3 separate regions of the Mus musculus genome follow, and all the other regions are linked to region 3. Evidence: chromatin contacts called from public Hi-C and HiChIP or PLAC-seq data. All regions are on one chromosome and are shown on one strand. The core of a region is the stretch at or near the end of the contact, and the rest is flanking DNA. Distances in the headings are between cores, read along the strand shown. Region 1 overlaps Gad2 (glutamic acid decarboxylase 2). Region 2 has its middle 52 kb from the start of Apbb1ip. Region 3 has its middle 65 kb from the start of Gm39767.

Region 1 (3,179 bases), core at 515-3,014, 620 kb before region 3:
GGCTTCTGTGGATAGTTCTGCTAGATAGTTCTGTGGATAGATACTTCTTTAAGATGCTGTTTTCAATTGCTAAAGGTACATACCTAGAGGCAGAATTACTGGAACATATGGTTAATATAATTTTAAACTTCTGAGAAACTGCCATTCTACACTCTACAGCTACTGTGTTAACTTTACACACATACCAATAGCACACAAAGGATGCCCTTTCTCCACATCCTCACCAGTGTTTATGATTTCTGCTTGTTTTGGAGACAGGATCTTTCTGTGTTGCCCGGGCTATGCTTGATTCTTTGAGTTCAAGTGATTCTATTGTCTTAGCCTCCTGAAGTTGGCTTGTATTTTTCTGGCTCTTGAGGACAGTCTTCTAGTAGACATGATGGTAACACTTCGTGCTTTTGATGTGTGCTCTCTACTGACTGGCCTAGACTCTCTTCATGTGCTTCTTGACCCTCTATACATTTTCTTCTGTGAAATGTTTATTAAAGTACTTTGGTTATTTTTGAATGGAGTTGGTTTAGTTATTATTGTTATTTTCATTGAATTCACATGAGTTTCTTGAGGAACTATAAAAACATATTGAGAATTGTTGGTGGATGTGAGGTTCCAGCACAAAGTAATTCTGAACCAGTCTCTCTTTCTCTGTGTGTGTGCTGCATGTATGAGTGTGTGCTTGAGAGAGAGAGAGAGAGAGAGAGAGAGAGAGAGAGAGAGAGAGAGAGAGAGAATAATGGTATGTGCATACTTCAGCACGCATGTGGAGGTTAGAGGACAACTGTGGATATCGGTCTTCACTTTCTACCTATAAGCCAAGCTAATCTTTGTCCCCTAGCCTTGGATACTTCTCTCATGTTTACATTTTCCATTTCTCAGGAGGGACAGAGACTAGAGACACTGTGAGCATATGCTTTTTATGTGAGTTCTGGAGTTCAGAACTCAGTATGTTTTACCCACTGAGCTAGTTAATACCCCAGCCCTAAACTAGCTTTTCACAAACACTCAGCAACTGACTCCAGTAACAGTGTACCACAATATTCTCAAACTTACAATTTGCTCCTGAAAGGTTGCTTGCCTTTACTCCTTCCTTCCTTCTTTCCTTCCTTCCTTCTTTCCTTTCTTCCTTCTTTCCTTCCTTCCTTCCTTCCTTCCTTCCTTCCTTCCTTCCTCCTTCCTTCCTCCCTCCCTCTCTCCCTTCCTTCCTTCCTTCCTTCCTTCCTTCCTTCCTTCCTTCCTTCCTTCCTCCCTTCCTTGTTTTCTTCTGATTTTTTTTATTAGCATAGAAACTAATAAGTTTCACTATGACATTCTCATGGGTATTTTGTTTTCCTTGATCCATCTCTTCTAGTCCTCTCTCCTGCCTTCTGTTCCCCTCTGGTTGTTTCCCTTCCTTTTCCAATGATCTCCTTTCACATCACATGAATTCTATTACCCCCCAACACACACACACACACACACACACACACACACACACACACACACACACACACACCTTGAGATGCCTCCTTTCTCCACTTATGTTCCCCTGTATAGTTTCAAGAAACTATACTTAGTTTCTCATAAATTTAGTGACATTGTATGCATCACATATGAAGGGAAGTTGATTCTAAGTCCAGCTTTCTTCCTCTGGAGTTCTAGGAGGTGGAACTGGTCATACAGGGGCCAAGCAGGTGGGTCATATTGACAGCCCACTGCACACTCTTTGTGCTTTTACTTCCAGTCTGAATTCCGGGTTTTGATTGCTGTAATCACTGTGACATTTGGAGAGCTGAGAAAGACTAACCTAAGCCCAGCTGTATTGCATCTGCCCATCAGTCTCTTACTATTAACTACAGATCATTAAGCTGTCCAAAAGGAGAGCAGCTCCCTCAATTTCCATCTCCAAAGGGCTGCTGAGTAGAATTTTAAATTATGCTTCTAAAGAGGCATGCTTTTCTCAAATGCCCACTCACCATTCATCTGAAAATTTAAGTATGCAGTACATGAACTTGTAACATATTTTTAGGGAAACTGTCTAATACAGCAGAAAATCATGTTTGTAACAGCAACAAATAATATCAACCAATAAAGGGGACACACCGAAGGGCTAAGTTCTAAAACCTCAATGTAGCTAGAAGTAACCAGAAAGGGCCATTAGATTCATTTTACAACCTCAGAATGACTAAGTAGATACCTGACTCTAAGCTACCTGGGAGCTAGGAGAAAAAAACTCAGTGAGGCCAGGGATTTTAAAGATGTATGACACCTGTCCCCTTTCCACCTTTTCAATCACAAACCAATGTTCTTTGTATTTGGCAGATACTAGGAAACCCGGAGTAGAAGTTCAGAGGAAAGCAGTGTTCAGTCCTTTATTGCTAGAAGGGCTTAGAGCAGAGAGACCAGCTGTCTTTGCTGAAAAAGCACAAATACCTCAAATTGTGTCCCTCAGTAAATGTGCTGAGAAGTCCTGATCTGCAGACTGGCAAATTGCAGCTAAGTAAGAGATCTGCTGCACCTGCCCATGATAGGCACATTCTTGTCTGGTCTTTAACGAGAAAGAACAGGGATGTGTAATTGAGGAGTAATTACAAAGGATAATTGATTGCTGTAAGAATGCCACAGATTTAAGGAACCCTACATGCCTCAATAGAGAGTTTAAACATAGGAACAAAGTAGATATAAGGCATGAGAGAAGAAAATTAGGCACCAGGCAGTATTTGTATTTTCAGGAAAAAGGAACAGAGGCATATAGCTAAGCAGTACCTACAATAGTAAGGCATCCATGGGGAGGAAGGAAGTTGAGGGTCACAAAGACATTTAACAAGAAAAAAGAGCAGAGATCAGTTGAATGGGATGCCTTTCTATGTATGAGACAATATAAGACAATTGCTTTTAATGTTTGTATCTCATAGTGGAACCATTTGTGTATAAACCAGAGGAGAATAGCATTTAAAAGACAAGTTCCTTCCTAGATGCTGAGGATTCTGGGTGGAAAATTGTCTAGGGAGAACTTAGCAGATGCTTGTCAACAGCACAGTAGCAGGCAGTGGTCATGTAGGAATTGTTATCCCAATATGGGGCTGGAAAGGATACATTATTCTGGGTGGCTTCAGAAGGCAAAATTATGAACAAATTTGGAAGTTTCAAGGAATAAAATTTGTTTCTCAATAATGAAGATTAGCATAATATTCTATTGCTCATCA
Region 2 (3,131 bases), core at 544-3,043, 690 kb before region 3:
AACAGAAGCAGTGTAAGTGGTTATGCTCATTTGATTAGTGGCTGCAACCAAAGCTTGTGATCAGCTAGAGCACAGATACTGCAACCGGAGCTTAGTGCAGGCCCTGCTCCAAGCCAATCTCTGTATGATTTGAATATGAAACATCTACCCAAAAGGCTCATATACTGAGGCTTGCTCTTCAGCTGGTGGCACTATTGACAGGCAATCATGAGGGTGCCACTTCATTATGGGTTAATCCATTGTTGAGTCTATACCGAATCAGCTCTTAGAAGATGGTCTGAAGGTGTGCATTTGCACCGTCTGTTTGGTCTGTGGTTTCTTACTGTATCTCTTTACTTCCTGTCTCCTATAGCATGTATGCACATTTCCTAATTTGTACTGTTTGCTGTATGGTAGTAGAATTCTACTTGATCAAGTTTGCAGTATGCTTCTGTGCTAAAACACCATGACTAAAAACAACTGGGGAAGATAGAGTCTGTGTCATTGTCTAACTCCTGTATCAGGATGCATCACAGGCAAGTCAGGGCAGGAACTCAGGCAGCTACCAGGAGGCAGGACCTGAGGTAGGGACTGTGAAGGGATGCTGCTTACTGGTGTGTTCAGCTGCTTTTATACACAGCCACTTGTCCAGGGATGGGTGGGCTGGGCCATCCCATTATAATAAATAATCAAGAAAATGATCCACAGATATGCCCAACATAAATTCTTTAATTGAAATTTCTTTCCAGGTATGTTAGGTTTCTGTCAAACTGAAAAAAAATTAACCAACACAAATTGACCATTGTCAACTTGACACACAAATACATCACTATTAAACCATAATCTTTTCTTTCTTGTCTATCTCCAAGATCTCATGTTAGTATCACAAGTAAAACATACAATAACTTTACCCCCCCCCATTGTTTGAAAATTTACAACATTTTAGAAGTTCAAATTCTCTTTAAAAATACAGTCTCTTAACGATGGGCTCCTGTAAATTCCAAGATATGTCACATGATTTCCGGAGTGAAGTGTTAGAGCACAGTTCCAATCAAATCAACATACAACCAACATTATCTATCCTACCAGTCAAGCCTGGAGCTCCATTTCCAGCATCTGGGACACTCATGAACTTCTATGTTCTGAAGAGCTTTGGCAATTCCACTTCTTTGGCTCTGGCATATGAAGTACAAACAGCTTGTTTGGTGGGCTTGGTTTCACTCCACACCTGCTGCTGTGCACAGAGGTTGTCTCAAGTTGGTTCAGACATCTACAATGATGAGCCAGCATCTTCAAAAATGGACTGGTCTGGCCTCTTCAGGGACTTTGACATTGTCACATGGTGCCAAGCCTCAGCTTCTCTCAATGATCCTCCAGTCTTGGGTTTCTATTGCAGCTGAGACTACATCTCCAACAATGGTCTCTCTTTAGAGACTTCCAATGCATTATACAGCAAAGGTTGTTATTTCACACTTGACCACTGGGGGGAAGTATGGCATTTCAAACATAGCGCACAGAGCAAGCAGTCAGGCCATTTCAGTATGCCTGTGACTCAGACACACTTTCTTTTGATTTAAATGTGCTCAGATCCACCCTGTGTTTGTGAAAGGAAATGGAGGACTATAATTACGTAAGAAGAATAGATAAAACGGAAAAAGAAAAGCACTTCCATTTCTAAGAATCACGATAGAGAATTAAAGACGAAAAGTAAGAAAAATGGCACGAATACCAAATGTTTTTCTGTGTGTCCTTAGTAATAGAGGTGAAAGATGTGCACAAGCTAGAACTTTGCTAATGCCGAGGAGAGCTCACAGGAAGTGTGGGTTAGAGCCTCAGAGCCTCACACAAACGTGGTGGGGCTGCTCTCCATATTTCCTTCCACATGGGAGGACCAGAAGATAAGAAAAAGACTGACAGAATATAATTTTCCTCAGGTAGGATGATCCCCAAGACAGAGAAGTGAACACTAGAGAGAAAGAATTTGAGTATAAACACTGCCTGAAATAAATGGTGGCTGAGGAGATAAACTGCTCTAGGAAGACACTGGAATGGTCAGACCCTGCAGGGGTAATGAGCTGAAACTATAGGGGTGTCAGTGAACACCAGTTACCAGAGCGTAGTAGCATTGGTAACAGTTTCCAAATATTGACTAAATGCTAAAATGAGCTACAACAGTGGCAATATAAAAGGGCATCAGGTGGTTTCATCTCAAGGAGTCAGTGTTTAGAGAACTATAGTTTTGTGATATGATTATAAGGTAGAAAGGATTGAGAAAGAAACATACATCTTTAAGCATTCAACTCAATGTTGGTTTGCTATGTTTCTGTCAAATATCTATTGGTTATAGACTAAATACTTCATGAGCTTTCCACCCACAGTTACATTGTACACTAAGGGAAGGGACCTCACAGGGAAGAGCTGCCTGGCCAAATGCAGCTCATCCCTTTTCTTTCAGTTCTGAGGAAATGTATTCCAAATGAAGCCTCAATGCAAAACATATTGCTGTCATGAGGGCATAATTAAATTGTACTTAAAATGCTTGAAACTCTAGGTAGAAACATTTCCTTAAAATTCATATTTTAGATGTTCAACATCCTTAATCATCGGGGAAATGCAAGTCAAAACAACCCTGAGATTCTACCTCACACCAGTCAGAATGGCTAAGATAAAAAATCCAGGTGATAGCAGACGATGGGGAGGATGTGGAGAAAGAGGAACACTCTGCCATTGCTGGTGGGATTGCAAGCTGGTACAACCACTCTGGAAATCACTTTGGCGGTTCCTCAGAAAACTGGACAAAGTACTACCAGAAGATCCAGCAATACCACTCCTGGGCATATACCCAGAAAATGTTCCAACTTGTAAAAAGGACACATGTTCCACTATGTTCATAGCAGCCTTATTTATAATAGCCAGAAGCTGAAAAAAACCTAGATGTCCCTCAACAGAGGAATGGATACAGAAAATGTGGTACATTTACACAATGGAGTACTGCTCAGCTATTAAAAATAATGAATTTATGAAATTCTTAGGCAAATGGATGGATCTGGAGGATATCATCCTGAGTGAGGTAACCCAATCACAAAAGAACACACATGACATGCACTCAGTGATAAGCAGATATTAGCCCAGAAACTTAGAATACCCAAGAT
Region 3 (3,545 bases), core at 600-3,099:
CACATTAAAATAAAAGCAAATTAAAAAAAAAAACCAAATTGTGCAAAATAATAGTTGACAATTAGGCTCTTTCATTAATTGATACTTAATACATACTCATGATATGCACAGTGGCTTTTCTACACATGGAAATGATGCAGAGCCATCAAGTCAGGATAATTAGCATATTCATTACCTGAAACCCCAATCTTTTCTTTACACTGAGAACATTAAAAATCTTTTCTTTTAGCTACTTTAAAATACACAATGTTTTGTTTATTTCCAGTCACCACCGAATTTTGCTGAAGAACATTTGAACTTAATCCTCTCCACTGTCTGACTGTCAGGTCTAAGTACCTCTTTACTTTCCTGCCCATTGAGATGAGGAGCTAAAGAGAGCCTGCCTGTTTTCCCTCAAACAAATATAATATGTTTGGTTATTTTCACAATGAGGTCCGTAATCCTTAAAATTGTTGTTAGTAATCATAATTATCCTACTTGAATTTCATGTTCATTATCCATGACATTGTCATAGTAGTCTTAAAATTTGATACCCTGTTCCCTATGATGGAACTCAGTTCTATGCCCATTTGCCTAATTAGAGCACTGCAATTGTCTAGCTTTGAGTCTCCTATTTGGCTTGAAGGAATAGGCCCTTCTTTTTCTTCCCTAGCCTTACTCCATGTGACTACTACACCTGAGTCATTTCTTGGGACTGCTTAAAAATGTACATAGATCAGAATCATCTTTGACCTATGTTTCTTCAAGATAAAATATTCTCAGAACTTATGCATCCATTATCCATGCTCTAAATGAGCACTTTTCTCTTGAAATTAAATGGCATAGATGATGCCAGAGAGCACTCCATGACTTCCAAGGTAAAATAGGAACTAGGTTTGAAGTCAATGGTAGAGTACTTTCTAGTGTGTAGGAAACCCTGGATTTGATTCCCAGTACCACAAACATAAAAGAGAGAGAAAAAATGTCAACACCTCAAGGAACTTTTGTCTTCTTTGTTGGAACACTTTTCACCTAGCATACTCATTCTCATGTGACAGTTGTCCTTATCATATGGTCGCCAAAGTCCTACCGATGTTAGGCTGGAGACAAGTCTGCTCTGGGAAAGCTGAGTTGACCAGATGGAACAGAGAGTCTGTTACCGGCCTCCAAATTTCCACAGCGTATAATTAGCAAGCTGCTAAAATAATAGAAGTCAATTGGACAAAAATATGGTATGTGTGGCAGTCATTTATTAACTACCTTATGTTTCCAAACACTGCTTTCACAGTAGATGCAAAGCCTTCATAGGCCGTTGCATCATGTGTCCTTGGGAGCAAGGATTGACAGTCTTCTTGAACAACATGGGTGGAAAAGTTCATGGATGCTGTTACTACGTCCAACAAGCAGGCATGGGCATGTCTGTTTCACATCTGCATGATAAAGTGATGCATTTGTCAGAAGAAGCTTTTAAGTAGGTTGCCATTATCAAAGACATCAGCAGCCTGTCTCCCTGGGAGACTGCGAAACCCCACATTTATCTAAATTATCTCTGTAATATGACAGGGTGATTGCTCAGTAATGGTCAGTAACAGTTTTCTTTGTCATTTTCCTCGTCATTACCTCCTCAGAATGAACTTCAGAATAAACTGCTTGCCGTCCGTGTGCAGAATATTAATTTCCTCTTAGCATTCATGAACGGACGGTTCTCTCCAGCCTCTGAATGTGGCTGAAACATTTCTGTTATTTTTATTTTGTGAAAACAAAAAGCAAGATACACCCTCTCTCAGGAAGCCTCCTGGACACAGCCCCTCTGCATTCAAACAGAATCCAAGCTTAGTGTGTCTCTGGCTGTGAATCTAACAAAGCATACCCGACATCCTCAGAAATGGCTGGTGGAGGCCCTGATGAGTGGGCCAGTGTTTTCTGCTTTATTAGGCTATAGCTGGTTGTTTTCATTGTTCACAGCACTCTCCACTGAAGATTCCTATTGCACAGCAAAGCCAAACAACCCCTTACTAAGCTTGTGAAAAATACTTCTGCAGCAGCATCAGAATTCAAAATCTGTTCTTTACCCAAAGAGGGATAATATGTGTTTTTCTTCTCAAGAAAGATACACAAGGCTTCAAAAAATTAAAATATCAAGCCAAAGGGAAAAGATAAGAAAGGAGAGATTTTTTTGTCGCCCAGAACAAAGCTGAGGAACCCCCAAAATGAAGATTTTAAAATGTAAAAGATTTGCTTATAACTGGGGAAGTTACCATCATAGTTCAAAGTGCTCCCTGTACTGAACTATGCAAATATCAGAAACCCCAAGAGTTAAGACAGAGTCAGATTATTTATAGTAACCAGTATAGGCATGACAAGTATCCTGTGTTGTACAAAACTGCCCCCTTCTGTAGGAGGAAATGCAGTGAGTGCAGACATCAGGAAAACAGATCTGTGTATTCATAGGGAAAGAAGAAAGTTCTAAATTCTTCTTAACCCAGAGAAATCAACTACACACATATCTGGCTGTTCTGACCATTTATTTTTCTCAGTTAGCAATAATATAAGCAATCAGCTCCTGGAATATTCCACTCTACATGGAAGATATATGTGTGTGGCAGCTGTGCAAGCATAGGTACCTGAGTTCAAATCCTCAGCATGGGGGTAAAAATATGCTCTGACCAAATAACACCTGTAACCCCAGGACTGTTGGTTAAAGACAGGAAAATCACAAGGGCTTACTAGCTACCAGCTCAAAGAGAAACTGTCTCAAGAAAAGAAGGTTAAACATGGTAGAGAAGGATACTCTTTTAGTATTAGAGGGCTTCTGTCTCTGACCTCTAAGGCACATGCTACATATGTATACACACATGAGTTTGTGCTTGCACTACACATTCACACATTTATTGATTAGTTAATTAAGAAGAATATGCAGCCTTATTATAAACTTGGAAAATATATGGCCCTATAATTCTTTTGTTATCCATCCATGTCCCATCCAGTCCCTGTGACCAGACATAGCCCTATTTCTAGGGCACCTGTTTTACTTCCAAATGAGCTGAGCTGGCATCCTATATGGCCCATGTACTCATTATCTATTATGCAGAATATAAAACTCAACATCTTCCTTCTCATGCTTTTGACTAATTTTGTGCAAACTTTTCCTGGGCAGATAGATGCCCAGACAGGACATCAATTATAGACCATTAAAAACAATCAAACAAACAAACCCATTCTAGTCAAGCTTGCTGACCCTGTCACTTACAGGAGAATGAACAATTCCAGAGTGGTTATAGCACTAAAGAAAAAGGCTCTTACTTTCACTCAGCAAACATTAATTGCCTATAAATCCTCTGGGAGAATCAGAGCCTCACAAGTCAGTCCATACTCCATGAGGGAAAGTAAATGGGCCCAATCTGCCTGTCAGTAACTATATACAGAGCTAGCTAAGAGTCCAAAAGGGCAATTATATGTCATGCGAAGACAGCATTCCATACAAGCAGGACATTTCACCAATCAGATCTCTAGTGTCATCCTAAGATCTGTCTCCATTCCTACTTCCAAGCCAAACAAACACATTG

The links. Hi-C and Micro-C count contacts between places; a contact is called where the count stands out from the background. HiChIP or PLAC-seq counts read pairs in DNA pulled down with a chosen protein or histone mark.
Region 1: a contact with region 3 is called in an H3K4me3 HiChIP or PLAC-seq map of embryonic basal ganglia, with 5 times the contacts expected there. The contact joins two enhancer-like sites. A contact is called at or near these places in 1 of 484 Hi-C or Micro-C datasets (embryonic stem cells) and 2 of 115 datasets of contacts at active chromatin or transcription factors (embryonic basal ganglia and embryonic forebrain).
Region 2: a contact with region 3 is called in a Hi-C map of the N1E-115 cell line, with 14 times the contacts expected there. The contact joins two enhancer-like sites. A contact is called at or near these places in 12 of 484 Hi-C or Micro-C datasets (the AML12 cell line, the HPC-7 cell line, the N1E-115 cell line and 7 more) and 2 of 115 datasets of contacts at active chromatin or transcription factors (SST interneurons and embryonic basal ganglia).

What each region holds. Positions count from the first base shown.
Region 1 is chr2:22,644,951-22,648,129 of GRCm38.p6, reverse strand. The region is part of intron 7 of Gad2 (glutamic acid decarboxylase 2); the gene reads right to left. Among named protein-coding and RNA genes, the nearest start is that of Mir3967, 7.7 kb to the left of the region's middle. Within about 2 kb of position 1,764, at least 10 of the 459 cell types and tissues checked have an H3K27ac peak or open chromatin away from gene starts, as enhancers often do. A contact at or near this core is called in embryonic basal ganglia and embryonic forebrain, where this site is marked.
Region 2 is chr2:22,720,378-22,723,508 of GRCm38.p6, reverse strand. No RefSeq gene overlaps it. Among named protein-coding and RNA genes, the nearest start is that of Apbb1ip, 52 kb to the left of the region's middle. Within about 2 kb of position 1,793, at least 80 of the 459 cell types and tissues checked have an H3K27ac peak or open chromatin away from gene starts, as enhancers often do. A contact at or near this core is called in the N1E-115 cell line and neural stem cells, where this site is marked.
Region 3 is chr2:22,027,550-22,031,094 of GRCm38.p6, reverse strand. No RefSeq gene overlaps it. Among named protein-coding and RNA genes, the nearest start is that of Gm39767, 65 kb to the right of the region's middle. Within about 2 kb of position 1,849, at least 34 of the 459 cell types and tissues checked have an H3K27ac peak or open chromatin away from gene starts, as enhancers often do. A contact at or near this core is called in the N1E-115 cell line, embryonic basal ganglia, embryonic forebrain and 1 more, where this site is marked.